2 separate regions of the Mus musculus genome follow, and region 1 is linked to region 2. Evidence: chromatin contacts called from public promoter capture Hi-C data. All regions are on one chromosome and are shown on one strand. The core of a region is the stretch at or near the end of the contact, and the rest is flanking DNA. Distances in the headings are between cores, read along the strand shown.

Evidence for each region. Promoter capture Hi-C pulls out the DNA fragments that hold promoters and counts their contacts.
Region 1: a promoter capture Hi-C map of embryonic stem cells shows a contact between it and region 2, with 3 times the contacts expected there. The contact joins the promoter of AI429214 here to the promoter of 5430403N17Rik in region 2. A contact is called at or near these places in 3 of 39 promoter capture datasets (the 3T3-L1 cell line, embryonic stem cells and stem cell-derived epiblast-like cells) and 1 of 9 other capture datasets (embryonic stem cells).

Annotation. Positions count from the first base shown.
Region 1 is chr8:36,992,238-36,994,937 of GRCm38.p6, forward strand. AI429214 (expressed sequence AI429214) reads left to right here and starts at 1,338. Exons shown (of 1, transcript NM_001039220.3): 1 at 1,338-2,700. The coding sequence starts at 1,463. The coding sequence ends at 2,344. All of the region lies in intron 2 of G630064G18Rik (RIKEN cDNA G630064G18 gene), which reads right to left.
Region 2 is chr8:35,881,510-35,884,209 of GRCm38.p6, forward strand. 5430403N17Rik (RIKEN cDNA 5430403N17 gene) reads right to left here and starts at 1,448. Exons shown (of 3, transcript NR_046181.1): 1 at 1,344-1,448.

The DNA of each region.
Region 1 (2,700 bases), core at 88-2,587, 1.1 Mb after region 2:
TTAATTTCCTATTCATATTTTTTGGTCACAGATGAAGCTATTTTTAAAAAACAGATAAACTTACAGTGCTAAAAGATAGAAGTTGGATGAGCCTGGGTATTAGCACATGGACGTTATTAGAGGATGTACTTTAAAGACACATTCCTTGTTGGGGGTGGGGAGAAAAATGAATTATATGGAAATATGAATGGGAGCATGAGGGAGGATTTTGAAACAATTTAGAATAAAAACACGAATCCTGCTGGAAATCCCTTAGATCCACAATTGTCTTTCTGCTTTCTTTAATTTGGCCGAAATGAGGAAGTTGGAAAGTTCTTATCTTTAAAGGAAGGCTGACCAAATTTCTCAGATTATCTTTGAATATTTCAGACCATTGACCTTGGCAAAGTAAGGGAGTGGGTGAGGACACACAAGGATGAGTCGGCAGTGTCGGAAGGGATGCAGGGAAGGAAGACAAAGTGCATTTGAGAGTCCAGTGTGTGTGTGTGTGTGTGTGTGTGTGCGCGCGCGCGCGCGCGCGCTTTAGGGTCATCATCAGGATTTTCAACATGTGCCTTTATATGGCATTTGGGTCTGAGGCAATGTCTTTTAAAAGCCCCGTATTAGAGGGATGTATCATTGGGTAAGGGCTTGAGTTTGAAATTAAATAGGAGGATACTTAGACTTTCTTAAAGTGGAATTACTCATGTCACAAAACCCACTGTCCCTTTGTAAGTGGTATTAAGCACACTAACAGATTTCTTGAGCAGGCTGCATCTTTAGGCTTTATCCTCAGAGACTCAGATATACAGAATGCAGGAAATGCACCCGAACCCTCCGTGTAAAGCATCTTGTAGGTGGTAATAGCCATACAGCACAACATCTAGAGATGAAGGTATGGATCTGGCAGTTGGAAGGGACAGCACCTAACACTGTGGTTTTGAGGAATCTGCGAGGGTTTTCAGGAGCCTTGAGAGACTGTGGAGAGACCTTAGAGAATATTGTGAGTATTTCCATTTTTATTCTAAGGCAAATCTACAAACAGCTTCTCCCTTGGCTCTAAAACAGGTATGTATTACTGGGGACTTCAGATAGCACTTTTTGTGGAAATTTTGCGGCAAGACGCGTTATCTCTTTTGTCAAGTGCCATCTGTCTGTCTCCATGGGACTTACGTATGCTCAACACCTGGTCTGACCTGAAAGGTTTGCGACCTTTTCCCTTGAATTACACACAGCAGCCTGAGGGCTGAATTAAAAGCTGTTGAACGGGCTCCTGCAAGAGACAGGAAAGGGGCGGGATACCGGAGACCACTCACTGCGCATGACCGGCCCGCGTTGCCATGTCAACCAGGAAAGGCATACCCGGAAGAAGAAGCTCGCGGCACTCAACTACACCAAAGATTGTGCCCTGTCGGCTCCTCTTTACTGGTTCCAGACCCATTTTTGACCAGAGCAAAGCAGATGAGGAACTGAGTCCGAGACAATGGGGTGGCCACCTGCTCAGAAGCCGGAGGACTCAAAAGAAGAGCACGGAGGCCCGGCCCAGACGGACGTCTGTGCTACTCAAGTTTCAGAAGAGTTCCCCGGGTCCTGTGCAGATGAGGTACTGAGTTCTGGTTCCATCAGCTTCTCTGGAGAATTACAATCCTATTCACACACCTCTGAGAGCCCAGTCGAGACCAAAACGCCGACTACAAGTTCGGAAGAGCAAGACGAGCAGTCAGAACTTTCACTCTTACAGAAGGATGAAAATAAGCTGAGTGAAATGTGGATCAACCATCTCAAGAGCAAAGAAATTCATTCTGAAAGATCTCAACCCGACCGTAGACTCCCACCAGAAATCCCTAAGGAATCCGCAGAAGAACTGGATGCCCTGCAGTCTTTTTGTACTAAAAAAGTAAACTTGATTCACCAGAGACAGGATTTAAGAGCTAAGAAAAGCAACAGACCCAAAAGGCTGCAGCTCAGATGGATTGCAGAGACCTCAGAGGTAGATGCTTTCAATTGTACGATCCCTGATGAACTGTGGAACAGAATCTATTTGGAAAACACGAGAGCGACTCTGGCGTACATAGGGGCGATTACGCAACACATTTCTTCGCAGTGTCCCAGCTGTAATAGCAAAAGAGCAGAGCTGGCTCAGTCTGACTTCCTGAGACGAAGGAAAACTTTACTGCAGTCACTACTACTCCAAGAGAAAATAGATGAACACCTTCATACCACAGACTTTCTCACCCGTGTTGGAGAAGCACATCAGGGCTTCCCCAGGCTTTCAGATGATCCTAGGATCATCTGGAAGCGACTGACTGAGAAAATGCTGAAGGGAAGCTCCGGCTTTGGGCGGGCATATTCAAAGCAGGTGTAGGAAGACTGTACAAGTCTTTTTAATGATTCTCAACTCACACGTCCAACCAGATAGGAGGTGCTGACTACTAATGATGATATGTACTATGCCCAACCAGGGGATGGTGACTATTGGTGATTAGTGATAACATGTGTTGTGCATACATGTACCTGGTGTGGATTTGAGTAATTACCATCTCATATAGAGGAAATTTAGAAACTAATGTAAGATTTACTTCTGCTTCCTTCACTGAAGTCTAAATCATTAAATCCAATAGATTTTTCACATTATGGAAGACAATTGGAGAAATTGCAAAACTTTTGTAATCTAGGGGAATATATATATATATATATATATATATATATATATATATATAT
Region 2 (2,700 bases), core at 198-2,697:
CTTGCCTAGCATGTGTGTGGTTCCAGGGTTTATTTCTCATTGCCCAAACTATTTACAACATTTCACACCTCTCTGTATTTTTCAATACCACACTACTGTTTGCTTCCAGCTGATGGCTTTCTCGGGTCTCCTTCATATCCAGGTTCTACTTATGAGTCTGGATGGAGAAGGAAGACATTGGTTTTGTCTACATATTGTGGGGGTGGGGAGAGAGGGAAGTTTCACTTGAGTATCATTTGGGGAGGAGGTGATATCAGATGTAGTGGCATTGCCTCATGGAACTTTCTCCACCTCACTGGAACCAGCACGGTGTGAATGGCCACCCATTAAAAGCTAGAGGAGGGACTGACCCCAGAGTGGAACTGTAAGGGAATCAGACCAGCACTGCCACACCCTCTCCTATTCCCCCAGGAAGATGTGGGAGGAAAAACCTGAACACAAAGGGTTGTGTGCACATCTGGGAGTTGGAAGGATGCTGGCTAGAGGCGGGGTGGAAGGAAGGTGAGGCAGCTGTGACTCACTCTGAAAGAATGGGGGTGTTGGAGCTTATACATTGTCAAGGACTAGAAAACGAACTCAGATGACCTTAGATTTAGCTAATGGGAACATTGATTTCCTTTATGAAATTCAGCCAAATACATTTAACTTCTACTTCAACATTGCCAGCAAGTATTTTTCAGTTCTTATCGTAAAGTCCGTTTTTCTTCCCCACTGGGTCACTGTTTGATTTCATACCCTAGGACATATTTTACATACCAAAGCAGACCTGGTGTCCATGTTCTCCCAGCATCCCTCAGTCCCTACATGGCATGCCCTGCTCCCAACCCGGAACTTTTCAGCCCAGTGACTGGGCTGCCCTTCTGTCAGAGGCTCTTCCCTATGTAATCCAGACATTTTGGTCTCTCCTTTCTCTCCTTCTCTTTCTCTGAGTTTTCTCTTCCCCCTCTGCTCTCTTTCCCTTTCCATGGTGACTTTTATGGCCTCAGTCATTGGGGCCAGTGAACACACCTGACAGCAGCTTTGCAATAAACCTGTGTTTGTGTATATATATATATATACACACACACACATCTAAATCTGACTTTAATTGGCTAATTTCACCAAAGGAGAAATAGCATGTCACTCGCCTTTGGAGTTTTTTAGCTGCCCCTTTAAAAAAACTTCATCCAGTGATAATGTCTTAATTCAACAAGGTACCCAGCTGTTAATTATACTGCTCATAAACATGTCTTCCTTTCCTTTTCAGAGAAATGAAGGGAAAATGATGACCATCCTCCTTCTAGAGTCAGCCTTATAGCACAGCTGTGTGCATTCCCCCTCGGGCCACCTGCCCCCAGGCTTACCTGTCCACCCAGCATTCAGCGAAGCCCAGTGTTACCATTGTCAGCAGCAGAAAGTTGGAAGAACTAACTCAGTTAACAACACAAAGGGAAAGCAGATTCTTTGTTAGCTCTCCTGGCTGTGTTGCATCATAATTACAGTTTTATGCAGCCTCCGAATTCTTTTTATTCCCCTTAGGCGACGACGGCGTGGAAAGCAAACGTTTCTTTCTTTTTTCTTTTCTTTTTTTTTTTTTTTTAATGTTTCAGTGTTAATACGTGTACAGACCCTGTGAGCTGACAATTATTAGCAAATAAAGAATAGTTTATTATCTAACCTAGTTATTGTGGTCATATTTCATATCACAACAGGACAGTTTCACTGTCCTTCTTCCAAGGAGGCTGTAGGGGAAAAAAAAAACCCACATCTCGGTAGTTTGAGAGATGGGATGCAGTGAGCGTCCCTGGCTGCCTGCCATTTCCCTTCTCCTGCTCCCATCCACCCCCCACCCTAATGAATATTCAGCCTGCATCCTTCCACCGGGAGCCTGAATTGGATGCTTCCTGTTTTTCTTACCAAAGATTGACTGTTGTCCTGGGGGAAAGGGATTGTTTATGAGGATTTGCAGCTGGGAAGTCCTGTTTGTTTATTTATTTATTTATTTTAAAATTATGATCCTGACCCTGGAGACAACATATATTTCATAGTTTCCAGTAGTGCCTTGTGTGTTTGGACAGGTTGGTTACTGCTGTCTGCGCCTCCTTTTGTCATGGTGAGCAATTCAAAGGCAGGCAATGGCACTTATTAATTCCTTTCTTTAGGGTGCCTACCACAATGCTCAGATCAAAACAGAAGCTAAGTCAAATTTGTTAGATGAATAGGCATTCCTAAATCTTCTAGAAAGAGGCAATCTTAATCATCCAGCCATAAGGCTAAGAAAAGGGGAAGGTGAGATAATACTCGTGTGTGTGTGTGTGTGTGTGTGTGTGTGTGTGTGTGTGTGTGTGTGTCTGTGTGTCTCTGTGTGTGTGTGTGTGTCTGTGTGTGTGTGTGTCTCTGTGTGTGTGTGTGTGTCTGTGTGTGTGTGTTCTTTTCTTTCTGGCAAAGCTTTGAATACAATGGCATACTACAGGGGTTCAGTTTTTTTGTGTGTTTGTTTTCCTTTCAACAGTGGGTTTTTCCATACTTCGCCTGGTGTTTCTTACAGGTGTGCTTTGCTGCATGGTAAGTCTGTGGATAACAAGCTGCATGGTTTGTTGTGTGGTTGGCAAATTATTAGCGGATGTTAGGTACACCCTTGCTCCTTGTTACGGGGTAGCCTGGGACATTATAGAAAGTTGACAATCCAGTGATGGTTTGGTTGTTTTACAGAACTTATGG